2 separate regions of the Cricetulus griseus genome follow, and region 1 is linked to region 2. A link is a contact called in public Hi-C data. All regions are on one chromosome and are shown on one strand. The core of a region is the stretch at or near the end of the contact, and the rest is flanking DNA. Distances in the headings are between cores, read along the strand shown. Region 1 holds the start of Tln2 (talin-2). Region 2 overlaps Tln2 (talin-2).

Region 1 (6,385 bases), core at 1,914-4,413, 200 kb after region 2:
GCCACAAAGCCTAATGACCTGAATCCAATCCCAGAAAGCCTCATGGAAGAAGAATTGATTTCTCCACCCTCTACATAGGGTGCCTTGTGGCAATGACCCACCAACCCCCCCCCACACACACACACACAAAATAGATAGCTATATATACAAAGAAATGTAATTGTTAAAAACTTTTTTAAAGCTCTTTTAAGTTAATTTTCATTGCATTGCATGTGAAAAAATATGCAGCACATATACAGACTTGGCTCCTCAGTTAAGGGCATCCACTGCTTTTGCAGAGGATATAGGTTTGGTTCCCAGCATCCATGTTGTGGTTCACAGCCACCTTTAACTCCAGTTACCATAGGAAGCAACCCTCTCTTTTGGCCCCTGTACATTGGAGCTAGGCACATGCAAATAAAAATAAATAAATTTAAAATGCCCTCTAGGAAACAAAGTTGACAAACAAATCTGAATATGGTGAATTTTCAACACGCATAGCCTATACCTGCGCTAAATAGCAACTATAAAAAGAATCAAGTTTGGAAATTTTTATTTCTCCCTTGGAGATAGCCTGAAACACAAAGCCCCAAACTGAGACCCTCACAATACCATACCATTTCCTACATAAATGAAAAGGGGCACAAGGGCACAGGGTAGACAATGACTAAGAACCCTCTGCGTCTGGGATTCAGGGCACCACCTGTAATCTAAGCCTATAAATTTCAATTTAAATGAAGGGGGGCGCTTTCAGCAGCTAATTCTCTCCAACATGAGCTATTCTAATTTTGGACAGGTGTTATCTCAGTCTTTTCCACTCTTGTAGTGTTCAAATAAAAGAGCAAAAGGTATTCTTTCATGCACACAACCACCCCTTCTCAAGGCCAGTTGTCACATCCACTCTTCCTCCTGATTTTCTGCACAGAGATCCCCATGGTGCAGATCAAAGAAGATACAACCTTGTAAACTGAAAGGGTAACTTTCACGCTGGAGGCACTTAATGAAGTTCATGGGTGACTGCTGATCTCAGGGGCACATCTCCCTAATGAAAACCTCTGCTCCTCCACCTCCCCACCCCCACTCCTGTTAGGTTTCTACGGTCCTTCCCGGAATGTCTTCCAATGATGAAGACCCCAAGAGCTGACACGACCTCTCTACTGTGACAGTTTCATTAAGACACCAAGGAGAAAAGCTAACAACACATTCCCGGCACTCAGCCAATCACAGGTCAGCAAACACACTCTGCCCTGCCCCTTCACTACAAAGCAGAGGTCACTATCTGTGTAGAAAAGTAAAGATTCCCCCACAGGACCACTTCTAATTAAGTCACTACCTCCTGGAGCTAGGACATCGAGAATGTCAATTCCCTCGATCATGGGCTCTCAGAGTCAAAAGTGTCACGTTGAGCACCAAAGTGCTCGCAATTACGTGTTTTTTGGGGTGCGCTTCCCCGGGACACTATCCTACTCTTCTCTCTTTAATTGTGTCCTCTACAACAGCTTTCCCGTCCTCTGGAAAGAATCCGGACTTAGTTTTCATTAACCTTCCTTTCCTTTCCTTCCATCTCTGCCACATTACCAGCAGCAAGAAAACAAGTTTTCCCACGTGTCACCTGAAGCCCCGACTTTGGGGAACGCCCCCCTTTCCTCTGCCAGCCCGCGCCACAGTGAGAGCCCTGCACACAGCCACGGGGTCCTTCTCCAGTAGCTTCCACAAGCCAGGCGACTACAGGAGGCTTCAGGCTGATCCACATAAGCCAGGCCTTCACCCCATCTACGAACCTTGTCGCGTCCTCTCCAGCCATGAGTGAGCTCCCGCGCCAGGTGGAACACCCCCAAGAGCCTCGGTGCTGGGGGGAAAGAGGTGCCGAAGGAAACGCTCTGCAACGTGCGCGGGGCCGGGGGAGCGGCGGTGCGCACGGCTCTGACGGAGCGCTGGCGGCGGTGGCCTAGGGAAAAGAGGGGCGTGTGCTCTGCGCCTCGCAGCCCCAAATGCTACGACTCCGCTGCACCGTGACGCCCGCGAGCCGCACGCTTCGGTCCCCTGCGCCTCTCTTCCCCCCCAGACCCGGCCTGGGCGACACGCTGCAGACTGCGCGCCCTTGTGGGGACAGCCGCCTCCTAGCTCGCCCGGGCGCGCAAACTTTCCCAGCGACAATCGCTCCGGCCTCCCCCGGGGGGCTTCGGAAAGTGGGCGCCCCCTTAGCTTCTGTAAAACCCACTGAAAATATGGCGCCCTCGAACGTCGTTTCTTGGGCCCCGAATTGCTAGTCTTCAGGTCCCTCCCGATCCCCGCCGGCGCGAAATCTCAGTTCCAGAGGGTCGGGAAAGAGACGAGAGGCCGCCGCGCTGGATCCAAACCCTGCCCTCGCTCTCGGCCCCGCGCTTTCCCCGAGCGGTCGGTGGCCAGCAGCTGCTAAGTGGCGAGATGACCAGGGAAAGGGGGAGTCGTGTAACCCGCAGGTCTCAGAGTCGGGCGCTGGGAAGCAGCCCCGGGTGCCTTTCGCCGCGAGCCGGGGCTGGAGACTTGTTTGCAAAGTCGGGGAAGCCAGTGCTGGAATGAAGCCGCTGTGCCCTCCGCCAACTCTGTCGGCGCCGGAGACCCCAGCCAGGATCCCGGGGACCCTACGGTGCAGACCGGGTCGCTTTTCCGACCCCTTTACCGGAAACCCGAGGAAGGAGCCCAGGAGGGGATCAGCTGCCTAGGGCTAGGGATCAGCTCTCCGGCTCCGGCTGGAAGACTATTTGCAAAGCCCGGCACCCGGGCTAAGTGCGGCGAAACCTACATGTGCAATAGACAGGTGCATTCGTTGCAATTTATTTTTCTTTTCTTGCAAAAAAGAAAAAAAAAGCCCTCCTAGGAAATGAAATCTAGAAGCTTGACAAGGTTTGTCTACATTGACATCACTTACGAGATGCAAACCCGAGAAGAAAACCACCCACATATTCCTTCTGGAGAGGGGAGGGAAAAGGCACTAGAAATCCTGCAGCGCGCATGCAGGCTGGAGAGCAGGGTAGCGCCACGCGCCGCGCCTTACCGCGGGGATGCAGCTACTGTCTCATTGCGGAGCGCCAGCTCCCGAGTGCAGCCGGCTTCGCTCCCGCTGCGCCTCCGCCGCCGCCACCGCCGCCGCTGGCTCCGGGCGCGGAACCGGAGCCGAGGGCGAGGGCGAGCGCGAGCGCACGGCCCGCGAGCGCCGGGAGGGCAGGAAGCGCGTCATCACTGGGGGACGGCGCGGCGGAGCTCGCCACCCGGCTCCTGGGTGTCCGCATCCCGGGCGCGGGATGGGGGCGCGCGCGGAGATGTGGTGGAGCCAGGGTGGAAGAGGCTCAAGGGACACCCCCCGCTGCCCCGGACACTGGGCTCCGCTCTGGGGAGGGATGAGGCGGCTTGGGGACCAGGCGTCTGCTGAGATGGGGCCTGAGTCCTCCGAGCGCCTCTCCCAGACCACCGGCTGGGTACTGGAGGTTTCCAGGTTGGATCCAGTCCCGCGGGTGGCGGGAACCCACAGGAGTCTGAGTCCTTCAGCAGGCAGACACACAAACCCGCATGCCAGGTCACTTGAAATTAGGGAACGAACGATGGGTAGCAAAGGGCATGCACTGGTTTGGTTTGGTTTGGTTTTTAATTTCAGACGGTGTCTCACTATGTAGACCAGGCTGGCCTCAAACCCTGTCTTCTGAACGCAGGGATTAAAGACCTGCGCCACCACACCCCGTTGGCTTGCTCTCTCTCTCTCTCTCTCTCTGTCTCTCTCCCCCCCCCCGCCCGTCTCCCTCTCTCTCCTGTTACTGTGCCCTGGAATAAAGTCAGTTATGTATCCCTTGTATTTACAGATCTCAGAAATACTGACATGGCAGGGTAAAATATGAAGGTAACAAGGTAACAGTGTGAAGGGGACAGGAAGTCAAATCACAAAATCTCTTTTCTTTAAAATTATGATGTATAAAGAGATTCAGAAAAGACCGATCGAATAAACTAACCAAAGTGTTCATCCGTGTGTCCCAGTGGTTGGTGAAATTGTGGGTGGTTTTTCTCTTTCTGCTTAACTTTTGTAATTTTAAAAATCAGTAAGAGGGCCGGGCATTGGTGGCGCACACCTTTAATCCCAGCACTCGGGAGGCAGAGGCAGGCGGATCTCTGTGAGTTCCAGGCCAGCCTGGTCTACAGAGCGAGTGCCAGGATAGACTCCAAAGCTACACAGAGAAACCCAGTCTCGAAAAAAAAAAAAGAAGAAGAAGAAGAAAGAAAGAAAGAAAGAAAGAAAGAAAGAAAGAAAGAAAGAAAGAAAGAAAAGGATGGGTTTTTTCCCAGCTCAATATAGAGTGACCAGAAGTAGATAGCAGATTTCTTTAGTTCCTCAAAAGCAACTACAGCAATGTTAGTGTCTGTCAGCTTGAAATTGCCATCACTATATACCCAAGAGTGAATCAAACTTTGTAATTTGAAACTCTGCAAAGAGTTCTTTGGGACCTTGAGTAAGGCTGGTCATAGTGTGAAAATAGCCTAGTCTTAAAGCAGAAGTTCTCAAACCCCAAAGGGGAATGACCCTTTCACAGGGGTGGCCTAAGACCCTCAGAGAGCACAGATATTTACATTACAATTGATAGCCATAGCAAGGCTACAGTTATGAAGTAGTAATGAAAATAATATCATCAGGGGTCACCACAACATGAGTAACTGTACTAAAGGGTCATAGCCTTAGGAAGGTTGAGAATCACATTTATTTATTTATTTATTTATTTATTTATTTATTTATTTATTTTGGTTTTTCAAGACAGGGTTTCTCTATGGCTTTGGAGGCTGTCCTGGAACTAGCTCTTGTAGACCAGGCTGGTCTCAAACTCACAGAGATCCACCTGCCTCTGCCTCCCGAGTGCTGGGATTAAAGGCATGCGCCACCACTGCCCGGCCGAGAACCACTGTTTTAGAGTAAAATGCTGTAACTTACTCTCTGCAGAGAATGCACTTTATAAACCAGAAACTTTAATCAGAAAACAAATTACTAGGCCACTTGAGACAGTCCTAAAAGTTGCAGGATAGACTTTTCCCAGCTGCACTCCTGTTCCCCCACTCCTTTGGATAGGACATTGGAAAGGCTAACAAAATAAAGGTAATAAGCTACCTCACGGGATATTCAAAAAGCAAATGTTTATTGATTTCAGTAAGTGCCTGGTTAAAAAAAAAAACTCATTAAATTGTTGCTTGCCAGCTGGGCGTTGGTGGTGCATGCCTTTAATCCCAGCACTTGGGAGGCAGAGGCAGGCAAATCTCTGAGTTTGAGGCCAGCCTGGTCTCCAGAGCGAGTGTCAGGATAGTCTCCAAAGGTACACAGAGAAACCCTGTCTCAAAAAAAAAAAAATTGATGCTTGCCAAATTGCCCCTTAGTTTACTGAAAATAACAACCATATTTTTGTAGTTCAAGATGCAGGTTTCCATAAGAAGAGAGAATGAGGGTAAACTTGTCACAACTAAAATCATTTCTCCCTCCCATTTCCCACTTCATAGGGCCCATAGCTTACTGTCTCAAACTGGTTAGTTTGCCTTTCCCCAAACCTGGATGTCAATATTTCTATCATGTAGTACCTCCTCTAAGTATATTTACAGTGAGGTATGCTATTCAACAATATAGGGCAAGCTCAGTGGGTGCTCAATCAATTCTTGCTCCACGAAGCTAGTCTCTTTGTTTACCACTTTTTTTTTTATATATGGCAGGTTCTTACTATGTATCCCTGGCTGGACTAGAACTCACTGTGTAGAACAAAGTGGCATTGAAATCCTGGTCTCCTGTCTCAGCCCCCCAAATCCTGGGATTACAGGCATGCTCCACTAACCCAGATTAGTCCAGTAACTTTGCTCTTTTTAAAGTAGCAAACAAGGTCTAAAGAGATGGGCCAGCCCTTAGACATGCATGCTGCTTGTTAGGTCTCAAAGAAACCAGGAGAATATTCGGTACCTGGGCTCCTCCCGGCACTTCTCACTCGGCTCCCTACCCCAAACTCTCCAGCCCAGAGGTGGGCTTCACTTCTCCAGCTTTGCTTTGCTATATAACTCAGCTATTTCGGCTACACAGTTCTCTTGCCCTCTTGGTCCTCAGCTCCTTTCTTTGTCTGCTTGCCCTCCCCACTTCCTCTCTCACTTTCCCCCTCTTTCTTTCCTCTGATGGCCATGTATGTTCTGGCGATCACGTTCAGTCTGGAACCTCTGTGATCTCCTTCACATCTACAATAAAACCTTTCTTCTCAACCACACCTAGGAGCAGTCATGTCCTCATTTTCATTAATTTCTTTTGCAGAGGACCAAATTTCAGTTCCCAGCACCCATTATCAGGTAGCTGGCTACTGCCTATAATTCCAGTTTCTGGGGTTGATTCCAGCATCTTACCTGAGGTACAGATATGAGAATG
Region 2 (6,565 bases), core at 2,358-4,857:
AGTCACACTGTTAACAAAATGCTAAGTGGAGCACTTATAGCAAGAATTATCTTGTTATATGAATGGATCTTCCATATGACCCAGGTACGCCACTCCTGGGTACCCAAGAGACTCCAAGTTAACACATCACAGAGATACCGGCTCATCAATGTTTACTGCACCAAAATCAATAAAATCTGTATTATAGAACTAACTTAGGTGCCCAACAACAGGGGAATGGATAAAGAAAATGTAGAATATATAATACCATAGAGTTAAAATATGTTGTTTGTAAGACAATTAATGCAGCTGGAGATTATATTAAATGATCTCTCTCATTAGTGGTTCCTAAATTGTTTTACAGATAAAATTCTGTCTGTCTGTCTGTCTGTCTACCCCCCACCCCCAGGTGTGTTTATGTGCACATGCACTCCCCTGCATAAAGGAGACGTACACTTATCTAGCGAGACCAAGAGAACAAATGGAAAAGGAGAGGGGAGTAAGAATGACATGCTCAAAAATAAAATATATGGATATATATCCTATATTCACATATTCTTATGTATTCAACATACAAATGTATAAAATTTTTTAAAACAATTTTGTGTAGAATTATAAAGATCCAGAAAACAATACGCATAGCCATTATGGAAACGAGGTGACAGAGCATGTGAGTGGCCTCCTATGAGGAGATAGAGTGAAAGTGAGCCAAGAGAAGTCAGAATAATGGATGAATCCATTCCAACAGTTCCCCCACCTTGACCCTTCACTATAGGAGCCAGGCTCTCCCACCAGAGCCAAATACAGTAAATCAATGACAGTTTTTCAGAGAAATGTGTGTCGCTGTCACCTTTCCCCAGCTCCAACCCAAGAAAGATTTGTAGCCAACATGTACGTTTTTTTCTCTCTTTCTAAACCTAGATTCATTGCTTTGCCCAGTTAAAAACCCGAACATTGCGGCATCCAAGCCACACTCATTAATCCAAACTGAGAGCCAAAAGCAGAACACAGTAAAGGCCACAGCTAGAAATGCTAATGTGCTTTTCCAAGCCATTCTATAACAATTAAAAACTCAACTCTTCAGTCCTGGAAACCATTCATTACATCATAAGTCTGACTTGCAGCAATAAGAGCCTGCTGGAGAGAGAATGTTACATGAACCAGGCTTGGTCCTTACTGGAACATTCTTCGGCAAATATAAAATCGGGCAAGGTTTTCAACACCTTCAGTCCTAGGTTCCACTCAAAAAAACAAACAGCAGGAAAAAGAAAGCAATAACTTGCAGAAAAAAAAAAAGCCAACTTTCAGCATCTACGTATTTCCTAGCCTAGAGGATTTGAGCATCACCAGGCAAACAACATGAATTTACAGGAAAGAGACCATGGGAGACTTGTCTCCCTTGGCTGGTTCTACACAGTTCTTCCAGAGATGGAGGGAGCTGCAGGCCATTCTATGCCTGAGTCATGGCAAGAATCACATAGTCAGCACCCAGGGTTTCAGGGCAAATCCCTAGCCTCCATCAGCAACTCCTCAAAACACACCTTTTACCAAACTACCAGCTCACAACCTTCATAGCCAAGCCCTTTGACCAGGAGTTCCTACTAAGTGCCGTACAAGGGTTGCACTGTTGGCTGCCTGTAACGGGTACACGAATCTGTGGGCAACCTTCTCTATGAAGGCTGTGGGAAAGGTACAGAATGGAAAGGGAATTGAATGAAAATAACATCTTACATTCTAAGCCAGAAAATAGTCCGTGAAATTGGACATGTTTCTATTAGCATTCAGAAGATGATTGGGAGACAGCTCAATTGATACAGTGCTCGCCACACAAGCATAAGGCACCCACTTCAATACATAGGACCCCTGTAAAACGCCAACCATTACGTGCATGAGTGTGATATCAGTTCTGGGAGGTAAAGACATGCAGATCCCAGCCAAGTTAGCCCAGTCAGTGTGTCCCAGCAACCAGTGAGGCCTTATCAAAATAAGGTCTCAGAAGATAAGGTAGCAGGCTCCTGAAGAACAAATCCAAATGTGGATCTCTGGCCCCCACACATTTGTATACACATGCATTTGGGCATACAGGTACATTGTCCCATATACAAATACACACACACACACACACACACACACACACACACACACACACACACACAAACACACACACCAACAATAACATCAACAATGACAACACACAACACACACATACACACACACACCAACAATAACATCAACAATGACAACACACAACAACAAACCCTCCAAATAAAGTAGGATGAAGGAACATGAGAGAAAATCTAAACTAAGTTCCATATTCAACATAACACTATAAAATATTTTCCAATACATCAGACTGCTAGGATCTATCCGGCTGACACAAGAAGCCAAAATCCTACCCTATATTCTCCTGAAGGATGAATGAGCAAAGACAATGGGCCTCCTCCATGGCTGCTTCCCAGAAAGGACGACGCCTAAACACAACAAACTCTCTTCTTGGTCTCGCACTTTCCATGCTGTGGGAAATCCTGCTTCTTAATGTTAGAAGGTTCCTTTTTTGTCATCTGCACTGGCACCTTTCTCATTTATGCAACTGATTTACAAGTTCAACAATAACAGATGATGTGAGAGTGGCAGCCCCCACTGGAGAGCCATTCACCTCCACAGGCACTTGAAATAGATTAGTGGAAGCTACCACACTTGACTGGGCAGCCCAAGAGTAGAGACAGGAATGCAGCCATGTGAGACAGTCTCTGAGGCAGGTATGATGGTCAGCTCAGGGCAAGCTTGCCAAGGCATGGCATGGGAGAGCAGTCAGCATGTTGCCCTGCTTCTATTGCAATTGAGCCTCCTTCTTAACTTTGCAATCCTCATCAATGATAGGTGTGTGTCTAGGCTTATCAGATCAGGAAGAGAAACCACCAATGCTTTCTAGCCAGACCAAAAAGCCCAGAAAAAGATCACCAAGAGGAAGTGCCCAAGACAGAGTTCTAGGGTCAGCCTTGGCCACCTGCTGCTAGACCTTGAACTCACCCACATACAACGGTGGTGAAACCCAACTGGCTCAGCTTAGGCGTTCTGATCAGACACTGCAGCTGCTGGACAATTTTCTCAAAATGCATAAAGCAATGGGCTAAAAATAAAGCAGCTCTCCCAGGCTTGATAGCGCTGTGCACAGGGTTTTTAATGTGCAGTCCAAGCTGCCCGAGTGCTCTGGAGCCCTGCATTCAACCTAAAGCCCTAAAGGTGACTTTTTAGAGGTGTGGTGAGAAAATCGTACAGAAAGACTAGGATTCGGGAAACACCAACTGCTCGGCAGAGCTGGTCTAGATGGCACAGATCACACCAGCCACAGGCAGAAACAAGAAAGCTGTGTTGTTGCTTTATTTCAAAACATGTATTTGTCTATTTACCTATATGTATACACACATATGGCTGGTGTATGCACAAGTATGGGTGGGTGTGAATGCATGCAGAGGCCAGAAGAGGGTGTCCGGTGTCTTCCTCTATTGCTCTCCACCTGAATCTAGGGCCCCTGTTTTCTCAGCTTGCCTGGAAACCAGTGAGACAAGCTATTCCTGTCCCCTTTGGAAGGAGTAGGGACACAGATGAGCACCCTACAGCTTATTAATGTTGAGTAATGGAATCCAGTCCTTGTGGTTACGAAGCAAGCATTCTTAGCTGCTGAGCCATCTTTCCAGCTCTGTGCTGCTTTTTTGAAAAATTAATTTATATTAAGTGCTTTCTAAGAAAATGAGAGAGGAACAAAAGAACTCAGACTAGATAAAAAAGCAAAGGAATTTTTAGTAGTAGCTGAAATACAATGATGTTAAGAACCAAAGAAAAACAAAACAAAACAAAAACAACCAAAACAAAAAATGAAATGTACATATGAAATAACAAAAGTGCCACACAAGATCCCTGTTGAATTATCCACAAACAAGGATAACCAAGGACAAACTTGCAATGATACAGAAATTGGTTACAGACCATCTGGAAATATTTGCAACAGAAGAGAATATGTTGGAAGAATAAAGGCATTGTAAAAGTGTAAAGCTGATTGTCACATAGTAAAAGTCACTTATAAAGTTAAAACAAACCCAAGTTCTTTCTGGATCAGGGCACACAAATAAGAGGCCCAATGTCTAGGGGAGGAATAACATTCATAGATGTGGACATATGACTTGAGTGACTCTGGGAAAGAACTTTATAAATAAAAACAATGCAGAAGCCAGGCACAGTGGTGATGTCCTCAATACCAGCAGTCGGGAGGCAGAGGCAAGCAGATCTCTGTGAGTTTTAGGCCAGTTTGGTCTACAAAGTGAATTCCAGGTTAGTTAGAGATACATGGTGAGAACCTGCCTTAAAACAACAACTAAGCAAAACAAATGCAAGAAGAGAACTCAGAGACATTTTGCAATACACAAGTAAAAATGGCCAGTGAGATAGCTCAGTGAATAAAGGCATTTATGACAAATATCAACCTGAGTTTGATCCCCACACTCATTAAAAGAGGTGGGGAAAGCACCAACTTCATAACTCCCGTCCCTGACATGCATGCTGTGGCAAGTTGATGCAAACACATCATGCACACACAAGCAAGAATGATAAATTTCTTAAATATTTAATTTAATTCAATATTTAATTAAACAGCTCTTAATTTCTTAAAAATTTTATCTAAGGTAAAAACACTGTAAAACTAAGACAGAAGATAAGCAATGAACTTTAGAAACATTTTTATAGACTCTGACTCAAGATGTCTATCAGAAAGATGCGGTCAAGAAGGAAAGGAAGAACTCAGCAAGAAACTACGATAAGGAAATCTAAGTCTGTCCCTTCATCTCGTTCAGACAGGACCAAGGAACCTCTCCACCCTCAAAACCCTGTGTCTAGGCTGAGCAAAGTATCTCTCCATATAGAATGGGCTCTACTAAGTCAGTTTGTACATTGGATTTAGATCCTGGACACACTGCCAGTGGCCTCATATATTGTTCCAGTCACACCACTGTTACCTATATTCAGGGAGTCTAGTTTGGTCTTATATAGGTTCCCAAGTTGTCAGACCTGAGTCAGTGATCTCTCACTAGCCCCAATCAGCTAATTTTGTGGTTTTCCCCATCATGATCTTGACTCCTTTGTTCATATTATCTCTCCTCCCTTACTTCGATTGTACTCCAGGAGCTTGGCCCATTAGTTTTGGATTTCTGCATCTGCTTCCCTCTGTTTCTGGAAGAGGGTTCTAGCTTCTCTGGGATTGGGGATTGTAGGCTGGGTATATTTTGTTTTATGTCTGGTATCCAATTATGAGTGAGTAGTACATACTATATTTGTCTTTCTGATTTTGGGTTACATCACTCAGGATGTTTTTTTCTAGTTCTGTCCATTGTGGTTATATTCTTGACTGGTTATTTCATTTGGGCTTATTCTATTTAGAGATAAGGATGGACTCATGTTCCAGGATGTTTAACCACTGTTTTGTCCTTATACAAGATACTAAAGAGTCTAAATTATTCTGTGCACGTATGTAGATACAGAGTAGGTACAAAGAAAGTTCATCTGTTTTCACTTCTTTTCCTGCTGCTGTGATAAAACACTCTGGCAAAAGCGACTTTAAAAGGTGGGGGGAGTATTCTGCTCACAGTTCAAGGTACACTTTATCTTTTCACTTGCAGGGAAATCAAGGCAGCAGGAGCCAGGAGCCAGGAGCCAGGAGCCAGGAGCAGCTGGTTCCATGGCATCAACAATAAGGAAGCAGAAGGTGATGAACTCACGCTCCCTTTCTCTATTTATACAGTCTAGGATCTCAGCTAAGGAATTGTGCCACCCACAGTAGTCAGGTCTTCAACCTCAATTAATGTAATAAGATAATGCCCCATAGAGGTCCCAAGAGGCCTGTCTCCCAGGTGATTCTAAATTCTGCCAGGCAGATAGCCATTCCAGCATCTAAATGTCAATAGAGACATATTTTCTTTAAATTCTAGCTCTATAAAAAATTGATAATGCACTGCTTTTCAATTTACTGCCATGTATGTATCCTATAGATGATCTCATTACTCAATCTATTCTTCACTAATCTGGCAAATTAAAAGACACTGTTTGATGAATGGTCTGCACCCAATACTGAATACTAGGCCTACTGGGGTCAGATTATTTACCCTTCAATCTGTGCAAACCAATTATACTTATTAAGTAATTTTATATTTAAATATGCAATGGACCAAGACTATTTATTATTATTATTGTTGTTATTCATACTGGGTTTTGTTGTTGTTTGTTTTTTTGAGCCAGGGATTCTTTGTGTAGTCCTGGCTGTCCTGGAACTTACTCTATAGATCAGGCTGCCCTCAAACTCAAAGAGATCCACCTGCCACTACCTCCTATGTGCTTGAATTAAAGGCATGTACCACCACTGCCAGGAACTATAGATTGTTTTAAAAGGGTTATTTTGGGTGTGAGAACTTAGCAAAAGACTTTTGGAAGATGGTAACAAGGAAAATTCCTCAAAAAAATTTTTGGGGAAATTTTTATTATTGAGAATATATACTCATATTCTTTTAAAATACATTTCCAATTTACATTCCAAATTAAA

Evidence for each region. A called contact is a pair of places that touch in the nucleus more often than the background predicts.
Region 1: a Hi-C map of the CHO-K1 cell line shows a contact between it and region 2, with 2.6 times the contacts expected there. The contact joins the promoter of Tln2 here to the enhancer-like site in region 2. A contact is called at or near these places in 2 of 8 Hi-C or Micro-C datasets (the CHO-K1 cell line and fibroblasts).

What each region holds. Positions count from the first base shown.
Region 1 is chr4:179,231,623-179,238,007 of CriGri-PICRH-1.0, forward strand. Tln2 (talin-2) reads right to left here and starts at 3,164. Exons shown (of 58, transcript XM_027411263.2): 1 at 3,017-3,164.
Region 2 is chr4:179,029,799-179,036,363 of CriGri-PICRH-1.0, forward strand. The region is part of intron 3 of Tln2 (talin-2); the gene reads right to left. Among named protein-coding and RNA genes, the nearest start is that of Trnak-cuu, 40 kb to the left of the region's middle. Within about 2 kb of position 3,608, at least 1 of the 6 cell types and tissues checked has open chromatin away from gene starts, as enhancers often do. A contact at or near this core is called in the CHO-K1 cell line, where this site is marked.